Linked DNA regions of Gossypium hirsutum: region 2 is linked to region 1. The links are chromatin contacts, called in public Hi-C maps. All regions are on one chromosome and are shown on one strand. The core of a region is the stretch at or near the end of the contact, and the rest is flanking DNA. Distances in the headings are between cores, read along the strand shown.

Region 1 (5,060 bases), core at 1,227-3,726:
ACTCGATACGAGCACCGATGTGAGACACCACTCCCATAAGAAGTTTGATTGAATTAAAAATAATCATTTCACGGGCGGAGACTACCTTGAAGTTCAAATATGTAAAAAAGGGTTTTAGCTTTAGTCAAACAAAACCTCTCCTCGATTAGTTCTCTAGAGTGACAGAGCAGCTCCTTTTGGTCAATCAGTTCCAGCACCACAAAATTAGGTTTTTGCCTTTGCTTCTTAATCTCCTCCCGCCACACGTCGACTCCAATGGTTAGAAAAAGCTGTTCTCGAACAGGTAGGTATGGTGGCCTCCTTATACGCAATTTCAAGTGGTGCCATGCCGCCAACGGAGAACATTGGATGTACTTATGTTTTACCCCTATAAGAGATGTTGGAGTTTGAGTTCCATATTTCCTCTACTTTGAGTCTTTCATTCCTATCTCCACAAAGAGGTAGGGAAGTGATACCAGCTAGAGTCGTGAATTGGGAACTGAAAAGAATCATTTCCCAAGAATCAGCAGTTTGAGCTATTTCATTAGATGTAATTGCAAGCGATTTTGGTGATGTGATAGAGGCGACTAACTTTCCAAAAAGTCTTTCTTCTTTTGGTTCGGTTTGCTTTACGCGCTGAACTGACCTTTCTTTACTGGTGTCCGGAAGGTGAGCTTCGAAAGAAATATTGGAATTGAGATTGTATTTCGGGACAAAAGTTGCTGCTAGCGGCTAAAGCCCCAGCTTTTAATAAGGTTATACCCACTTTTGGAGGTGTGGTAGAAAAGCTACTCTTAGCTACATGCTGGCAAGTGACATCGATTTAAACTCTCTCAATGGGTAGTTCATTTCATTGGCTACCTAGCTCATATAGAATAGGTCTTTGACTTGGTCCTGTCTGTAGTCGTGGATTACCCAAATCAATTATCCGAATACTAAGACTCCTGGTATAGCTAGCCAGTAGCCCTTTTATATGTGTGAATAATTCAATAAAGAAAGAATTCAATCTTGCTCTCACATACACTGGTATATATGCAAATCCTGCTACTCCAACTTTCATTGTTATAGGAGATAGCTTCAGTTTTCTTTCTCTCTACTCTTTTTTTTCACTCCAGATCTATAGGATAGCTCGGATCATTGCTTTAGATCAAGTGTAGGCTTGTGGTTCGCCTGTTCACTAATCTATAGAAGTGGGATGAACCAACTTAGAAGGCTTACCTTTTCGAGAAGAGATCTATTTTGATCTTTATGTCGTGTAAACATTGTTATTTGTTTATTAATCGATAATTTATTTTTTTCGTATATAAATGAAAGACTTTGGCACTTGAGAGGACGAATATCCCACTTCTTAGGGGGATAAAGCACTGTTAGGAAAGGTGACTAAGAGGAAAAGAGGAAAAAGCCTGGGTTACCTCTTTTTTGTTTTTCTTTGAGATCAGACTTATCCTTTGCCTATAGTGTCATTGACGAAAGTAATCTATCTGTCCGCCAATAAGAAGCTTTGGAAGCAACAAAATATAACTGAATTTTCATGTGATTAAATGACTGAAGAAGCGTTCCGCTATGGTCGATTCAATAGTTTGTCCTAGCTCCCTGCAAACAAGGGAATAATGTTCGATTTGGGTAAGCTCTTTTCGAACAAGTTATTTCGGTAAAGAGGGAGACAAAGCTTTTTCACTTCAACTAATCATTGATTGCAGGTAAGCCTGAAGCTTTGAGACGGCTGATGTCGGTATTGTGTAAGGCAGGAGGTTGGGGCTTGAGCCCCCCATTATAAAATGGGAAAATGGAGGGACCTTAGAGGGAAGCCTATCAAATCAAGAAGAAGCTAAGCTTTTAGACAAGGGAGGTATAGGCTGCAAAAGATAAATTCCAGTCCTATAGCTTCTCTAGCTTGAGCAGTCAGTAGTCTTTACCTTTACAAATTTATACGTGTCAGCGAGAAAAGGTCAGCATATAGACATCATCTTGGTGGAAATTCCAACTGAGATGATTAATAATCTAGCTCGGGCTTCCTTAGTTTTCTTATTTTTTTTCTAGGTTTTGACTCAAAAGTTTGATAAAATTTTTAAATATTTTGAAGAAAAATTTTAGAATTTTTTACTTATATTTTGAAATTTTAGAAAATTTTATTTATAATTTTTATTTTTCAAAAATATTTGAACATGATTTTTAATAATTTATATTTATTTTTAAGAAGAAAAAATTAAAAAAATCAAAATGATATTTTAGCTATATTTCAAAGACTAATTATTAATTGACCATTTAAATTAACATTCCACATAATCATTTAACTTAAAATTTACCGGAGGGACTAATTTGCACTTTTAAAATGTATAAGAGCTAATTTGCCCATTTCTTAATAGAGGGGCCGAAATGCAATCCATCCCTATGTACAGGGGCTTTCCTTGTACTTTTACCAAAACCTTTTAATACAGTGCTTAAGCTAGGCCCGAGCGTTATAGTACCCGGTCCGACCCAAGGAGGGTTTAATGATAATTCATACTCTGCTAAGATCAGAACCGTTCAAACCCCAGACGCTGAAAGTGCGCGTGAAAACCAAATTCGTGAAAGTCCAGGAACACTGGTTCGGACTTGGGGGAGCTAGTAGCCTAGTATAGGAGGACAGGCGTTCCCCATATTTACCTCTCTCACAGCCCCAATCTAAAAGGCCGAAACCTTCAAATTTTCCCACTTTCCCACACTTTCTCTCAGATTATTGGGTTCCTTATTATCCTCTTTCAGAAAATAGAACAAATAAAAATGTAAGCTCATTTTTAGTGTTCTAATAACTTCTCCAGGCACTGGGTTGCTGCATTTTTTTCATTGTTCATCTCTTTTTTTTTCTTTTTATTGTTTGTGTGTGTTTATATTACTTTTCTTTATTAATCAGATCATTCTCCTCATACTTCTCTAATAATTCTTTAATTTTGCTTCTTCTTCTTCTTTTTTTTTAAATATAACCTACTCAATTTACTTGTTCTAGATTTTGAGAGGGTTTACAAGGTGCAATCTTTTACTTCCGTGAATACAATTCCCACAGTGATATTTTCGACAAGTAAGTTACTTTGCATTGTAAATTTGTTTATATTTCTTTTTGTTAATTGAATTCCCATCTTGGATTAAGATATTTGCTTCCTGTGTTGGTAACTTAAACATTTTGGTCTTTGTTTTCCCCCATGTTAATGTGTGATTTAGAGTGAATATTTAGACTGTTACTTTTCTTAATGGTAGAGTTTGTGAAAGGTTTACGAATTTAGATTTTACAACACAAAGGAAAATCTGTCAAGTGTGATATGATTGTTATGCTACAATTGTTTTAGCTCCCTGTCAGAGAAAAAGAATAATCTTGATACATGTTTCCATCAGTGGAAATATACTCTATGCACTGAGTTATGGGGCATAGTGTATTGGACAAGTGAAATGGCAGAACTCATTTCACCTTGTGATATTTCATTGCCAAATATTTGAGCTGAAAACGTATAAAATTGGCTTTTCAAAGGAATTTCCCTCCCTCCTAAAGTTTCGTGCTAGCTCTGATGTCTGGAACATAAATTTTTAAAGGTTGGACTTTGTTGTTGCTGCTACGTCAAATGAACATCTTATTGTATTATGCATGTTTTGAAGTACTTATATGTACTATTGGATTCAATATGAATAGATTGGCCAAAAGTCTTAACCAGGTGGTAAGATTGGACAGAAAGGTGGATACCGAAGTTTTCCTGTTACCACATAGTTGAAGCAAAGAAGGGAAAAGGAACTCTGTATTCTTATCTTTCATAAAAAGAAATTTAAAGAGCCTTGATAGCTTCTGTGTTTTCGTGCACTACTTGCCACCTAAATTCTTGACCTTTTGCTTTAACTGTTTTTCAGGGGTTTTCCTTCCTGCCACTGGGCATGGACACTCAAAGTCAGGCGGCTTTTAGTGGACAGAAAAAGATGCTTCCTCCACCTCCTGGAATATTTCAAGATCGTGAGGAGCTCATTAAACATGTGCGGGACTTTGGGGCTAGCCAAGGATATGTAGTGACTATTAAGAAGTCAAGGAAAGACAGAAGAGTCATCCTTGGATGTGACAGAGGAGGCATTTATCGCAATAGGCGTAAGATTGATGAAAGTAAACGCAAAAGGAAAGCATGCTCAAGACTTATAAACTGTCCTTTTGAGGCTATAGGAAAAAAGGAAGATGATTCCTGGGTTCTCACCATTAAAAATGGGGAGCATAACCATGAGCCTTTAAAAGATATGTCAGAGCATCCTTATAGTCGTCGTTTTACCGAGGAAGAAATTAGGCAAATCAAATTAATGACTGAAGCTGGTATAAAACCACGCCAAGTGCTCAAGGCTCTGAAACAAACTAATCCAGAGTTGCAGTCAACTCCAAGGCATTTGTACAACCTTAAAGCCAAGATTCGTCAAGGAAATTTATCAGGTTAGTCTCCCATTGTTATTTTTACTTTTTTGTATTTAAAGTAGAGATTTTACTTTAACCTGGCCTCTCGAATTCTGTTTGTTCATAGCTGGTTGGTATTGATTGCTTTGCAATTTATCATCCAAATGTCAGATATTACCAGGCAGGTTTGCAATCAATATTGACCCAGCTATTATAAATCTATTATAAACTGCAGCTTACCCTAGGTGGGAGCATGTCCTATCATAAATTTCATTCCATAGGGATTAGTAGGGTTTTAAATGATAAATCTATTTCTGCTCCCCCCTCAGAGAATATACTTCTGAAAATGAGTGTACATTTCATTTCTTGAGATTTTTCTTCATAGTATGAGTGTTTTCTTGCAGAGAAAAATTTTAAATCATGGAGGCCTAACAGATCCGTTCCTGTAAACTCTAATAGCAGTTCCACTGGAGAGTTGTTAAAGCAAAACAACCAACTGGTGAGTTTTGATGTGACTTTTTTGATTTCTTGTTCTCTGTATATTTTAGCATTTGTACATTTGTGTTTCTATGTGTGGTGATGTGCTCATATCTGTCCTCTATGATTGTTCTGCTATCTGTCTACAGGTAAAAGTTCCTAATTTTATTGGAGGGAAATTTGTGGATTCACTAGGGTCCATGGTCATTGA
Region 2 (5,521 bases), core at 2,785-5,284, 130 kb after region 1:
TTTGCAGCTAGCATAAGTACACCCCTTATCATATGCATTATATTTGCTCAAACGACATACATCGCCTCTCGTTCAGTGGCAATACTCGATAAATACTCGAAATTTGCCTTCAGCCATGAAAATTTTAAACTCGTAAATTTATCGCCATGATCACCGAGCGAGCATCCTAGTAAGTCATAGAAAAGGGTTGCAAGTTTGGACATTATACTTACATCCATGACTGCACTACCGTCGATTAGGAGCCTGACTTGCAGTGCAACATCTTCCAAAGTGATGGTGCACTTCCTACACGGTAAATGAAATGTGTGGCTCTCCGGGCACCACCACTTGACCAAAGCCAAAATCAAGTCATACTTCAAATCAAACATGCATATCATTGCAGCTGGTCCAAATCCTAATGTCTCCAAGTATGGCATAAGATGGGGATCTGACACATAGCTCAAACCGTTGACACAACCCCTCAGTACGCGATACAGACCCTGAACATATTAAATTACCGCAATAGTTAATATATTCAAATTAAATAAAAAGTATCATGGAAATTTATAACGGGACCCGTAAACAAATAATAATTTTATTATCACCATATTAATCGCATCTGATGTGTGACCCATTTCTGAAATCAAATAAGTTATTTAAATATCCGCTGTTTCAAATAATAAAAAAATTAATCATCGCTTGAGCAAATGGTTATAAGGTCCCCTTATAAGAAAAAAAATGATTATCCTCTCTATTTTTTTTTTACAATCAAAACACCATTCTTTTCCTTTACACAGTTTGATGCGACCATGGTTATAAAGTCCCTTATGTGGAATCCCATAAAACCCTATCAATCCCCCGTGAAATCCCATCAGGCCGTCAGACGATGGGTCAAATCCACAGTCGGTGTCGCCTATCAAGGAGGCACCACCCATACCACCCAAATACCTATATAGCGGTGCCGCTGATCCCGATCCCTCAATTGTTAGAAAACTATTTTCCTAAATAATTGGGTGAGATACCATTTTGGTATTTATTATTATTTTTGTATTATACAAGTAAAAAAAATCTATTTATCGATAAATGTATATTAAATTATTAATATATAATAATATTATAAATTGATATGATAAAAATATCAAATCGATTAGAAAATTTATATAGCAAATATAATTACATCGATAAATTTCACAATTCGATCATCAAAATATTAACTGTACAAAAAGATACAAGATACAAAAACAACTTTAATTTTATACAACTTTATACCGATTCCTTTTTGGTATATTATTTATTTATTAATATTATTATCTTTTATAAATTTTAACAACTTCAATTTTACTTAAAAATATATTTACCAAAGGAAATATAACCTCTTCCAAATTTTTAAACTTTTTTATCCAAATCATCCCATATGAACGCTAAATTAAAGAGAGTAATTAAAAGATGAAGCAAATACAAAAGAAAAAATGACTATTTGCAAAAGAAAAAAAAATGATGAGATGGTAGATTAATATGCCGAAATGATCAAAATTATTGACAGTAGAGAAATAGAGGTGAAAGCAAGGACCATTTGGTTGCATATATACAGCAAAGCTATTTACAAAATCCACCATGTTTTCATGTTTCCATACATCACTTCAATTGCATGTAAAGCACACATACATCCTCTATGCACATCTTCATTGTTCATTCACCTTCATCTTCCCTGCATTCCACCGGATGCACTAGCAGATTCCCTTCACACATTTTCTTACATTATTACTTCAACAGTACCGCCGAAGATTTCATTTACAGTCGCTCAGTACGCTTTCAGAAGTTCTCCAGAGAAGAAAACCACTGCTGTACAGAGTTGCTTCCCTCTGCATATTTTTAACCAAGATGCAAACAGAATGTTTAGTATGCATGATGAAATCTTCTGCTCCTGTAAAACATCCGATGCAGCATCTACAAACATCTCTATAAACCTCAGAAACACCCACTCATCCATCTTTGAATTAAAGAGAGTTAACGATGACAAGTCCAAACAGTATATTCTAAATTGTGATTGAATGCAATATATGTATATGCAAGCTGAGCCATATTGTAATAAATCGAGCATTGGGAACTCGAGATTCTTTGGAATTCAAGCTAAGAGTCCAACACCAAAAGCTGCTTAAAACCATGACTGGTCATTCAAGGAGAAGATTGCAACAAATTGGGCAATCAAAGTTCTCCCTGGAAACTGATCCCGCTAAGTCTGCAGAGACATTTGGACAAGTTGCATCAATGATTATCTACCAATTACTTTCTCTGCAATGCCTCTCGACTCAGGCACCCGACCCTAAAACCCACCCAAAGAGGGATCTGCCACGAAAGAAAGGCAAAAATAAAAAAATAAAAAAGAAAAGAAAAGATAAGGATGCAATAGAAGTTTAACATTTCATTACTCATTTCATTATATTAAAAGGAACTAAACTACAGTCTAACATATAGTCACTTGACCACTAGAGGTTGAGCTCAAAGCTCATCAAGTTCAATGCACCATGTTAAGTTAACAAGCGCAAACGTAAAGTTGTAGTTTTCATTGAAATGTATGTTCCATTAGAACCTTTTCCTAAATTGAATGTAGCATGCTGCAGGGATTTTGTGCAATATATTGCTCTGAATCATCATTTTTCTTTAAGAACCCAAGTCTGACACATAATCATACACAGGTACGGATTATGATCCTCTAACACCCCAAGTACATAACATTGATAGTTCCATTAAGTAGAAACAGAAAAAGTTTATAATCAGGCATTGAAAGGAATGAAGAACAATCTTAACTTCTTGACCAAGATAGATAAAACATCTTTTTAACCTAACATAATATTTAAAAAAAAAAAAACGAGTAAATTAAGATAGGGATAGGGGAAGGTCTTACCAGAAGAGCAGCCATTAGAGAGGTTCTTGATTGCACTCAAGAGCTGGCTATTAGGGCCCTCTACAAGTTGTTTGCAACCAGGTTTGTAACAGGGAACCAACACAACAAATCCACCATCATCTTCATTATCACTTTGAAAACCAGGACCATGGGGTTCTTCCCATCCAATGGACCATTCTGGACCATCAGATTCATATCCAGATAAACACACACCATCTGATTGAACCACTCTTGTCTTTTCACCACCTTGCCACTTTCCCTTTCCCTTTGATGGGGTTATTTTTGTTTGGAATATTACAGTTTCAGAAGATGAAGAATTCAAAGAAGACCCATTTGAAACAAGCTGTTTATCTTTACTTCCAATACTCCAAAACCTCCACGGAAAACTAGAAAAGGAAACTGCCATTTCTTTTTCTTTAATGAAAAATGCTTTAAAACTTCATAAACCACGACATTAGGAAATTACCAATCGAGTTTGATAATTAGAAGGGCAAGATGAAAATCAGGAAAGATATTAATTGAATCCAAAAAAAATTTTGAATCATAATTAAAATCAAAAGCTTGTAAACTGAACTCAGGCAAACTGTCTTCTGTATAGATTTTTTTCCTTAAAAATAATCAAAACCCAAACAAGTTTATGATCCAACCAAAAGGATTTCTTTTTGGGTCTACAGTTTTATGACCCTTTTCTCTAGTCCACAAAGTTCAACCGAAGTCAACAAACAGAAAAGCTCAAAATATTTCCAAATTTTACAACTTCAGCTTCGAGCCGGAAAGCTCAAACTTCTTAGAGTCGGCGATTCGATTGGAAAATATGACTCAAAGTCGGGATTATCCGGGATCGGCAAAGGAATTAAAAGGTGATTGCCAACGCTATTACTGCCGAAGCAAGAATCGGGGAAAAAAAGCGTCACGAAAATGAACAAAACCAAACGTTTCACCGAAGGAAAAAGGAAAACCCAAGCTTTAATCAATGAAAAAAAAAATTACAGGTAAAATTCAACACACTGGAGACTAGAGATAGAGAGAAAGAAACTTAATCAATAAAAGATTAAAGGGAAAATTGAGAAGACTACAATTTTCTATCTCTCACTCATCTCCATTTTTGTTTTTTCCTTTAGTTTCTCTCTCTACTGTGAGAATCAAAGTGGTTATGATCGTCTTCCTCAACCATTTATAGAGGGGGTTTTTCAATCAAACAACATCAGACGGTTCAGATGCAACGGTCTAAGTAAATGATTAAAGGATTATTTTATTTAAATATAGATATTTTGTTAATATATTGATTAACCTTTGGTTCGGAGACAAGTGAACTGACAACCATCCAGTTATGCTTACGTGTGCATTGCAAAGTCCAATCAATGCGCCCATACGTGTTCTAGCTCGACACGTGTAAATTAGCTAGACCAGGTACTTTAAATTTACTATAATGAAATAGAGTTGTAAATCAAAAATTCAATTGTTTTGTTGAATTAAATGAAATAGAAATATAATAATATTTTTGTGTTTTGTTGAATAGAATGATATTATAATAGCATAAAGAAAAAAATTAACATAACTAGAATTTTTTTAACAAAATTTTTTTAGATAGATAATTATTGTTATTGTTATTGTTATTAAATTTTAATAAGATTATTATTAAAAATAATAAATAATTTAACTATATTTCAACATAATTATTATTAAATATAATTTAATAAAATTCTTAATATAATTATTATATGAATTAAAAAATCATAATATATAATAATATAAAAATAATATATAATCTACTTTATTATTTTTAAACTGCAATACATATTTAATATGCTAAAATATCATTAGTGAAACAAATAATTTAATTATTCTACAATAAAAAACAAAATATTAGAAGTAATAAATAACTTGATAATTATATTTCACATTCAAAGATAATATTCATATATTAACAAAAAGTTACATGATTTCATTAGTTTATATGTCATAATCTATATGTTATAAAATTTTTACATTTATATATGAGTCATTAGCTTGCAATCTTTTGCTCACATCAGTGTATAGCCATTTCATCCATTCACCAACAAATCTGAAAGCATAGGCAGAGGCAAGCAAAGGAAAGAGTTTACTTTGCTTAGTTTTATAGTTAATCACCTGAAACAAATTAAATAAATGTAAAAGCATTAGATGCATCAGCCTTTGGGACATGTAAAAATTAGTTTTAAACATCAACAGCAGTAGCAACCAATACTTTTCAACAAAAGTCTTTGGCAGTTTCTATGAGAAAGAACAAGCCATTAGAAGTGATTATAAAATAAAAGGCTGTTGTGTACAACAATCTGTACTGGAAATAATTTGTATAGGTGTATCAGTGTATGCAGTCCAAAAGAAAGGAGTACCTGGGTCTCTGTACCAAATTGTCTACGAACAACACTGTACCTTGTTGAAATACAAACTTCCCTTGACAAAGCACAAGAAGCTTCGGATACAATTATTTGTCGGACATAGACCATAGTACCATAAACCTGCTGACGGGGAACATTAGATTGTACATATTTCCCTTCTTTTGTAACCTGGGAAAGACTGAAACATTTGGCGAGGAAATAAAGAAGCAAACATCAGAACAGTCATCTTGTTTTTGCGTGAAAATCACACTATAGG

Evidence for each region. A called contact is a pair of places that touch in the nucleus more often than the background predicts.
Region 2: a contact with region 1 is called in a Hi-C map of leaf, with 1.4 times the contacts expected there. The contact joins the promoter of LOC107914356 here to the promoter of LOC121202963 in region 1. A contact is called at or near these places in 4 of 34 Hi-C or Micro-C datasets (hypocotyl, leaf and petal).

What each region holds. Positions count from the first base shown.
Region 1 is chrD10:13,814,528-13,819,587 of Gossypium_hirsutum_v2.1, forward strand. It overlaps LOC121202963 (methylmalonate-semialdehyde dehydrogenase [acylating], mitochondrial), which reads left to right and starts at 2,477. Exons shown (of 22, transcript XM_041103160.1): 1 at 2,477-2,744; 2 at 2,966-3,037; 3 at 3,853-4,411; 4 at 4,777-4,871; 5 at 4,999-5,060. The coding sequence starts at 3,877.
Region 2 is chrD10:13,947,237-13,952,757 of Gossypium_hirsutum_v2.1, forward strand. It overlaps LOC107914356, which reads right to left and starts at 4,035. Exons shown (of 2, transcript XM_016843255.2): 1 at 2,885-4,035; 2 at 1,496-2,325. The coding sequence starts at 3,290. The coding sequence ends at 2,303. LOC107916004 (putative peroxisomal acyl-coenzyme A oxidase 1.2) reads right to left here. Exons shown (of 6, transcript XM_016845173.2): 5 at 5,260-5,443; 6 at 4,809-5,014. The coding sequence ends at 4,859.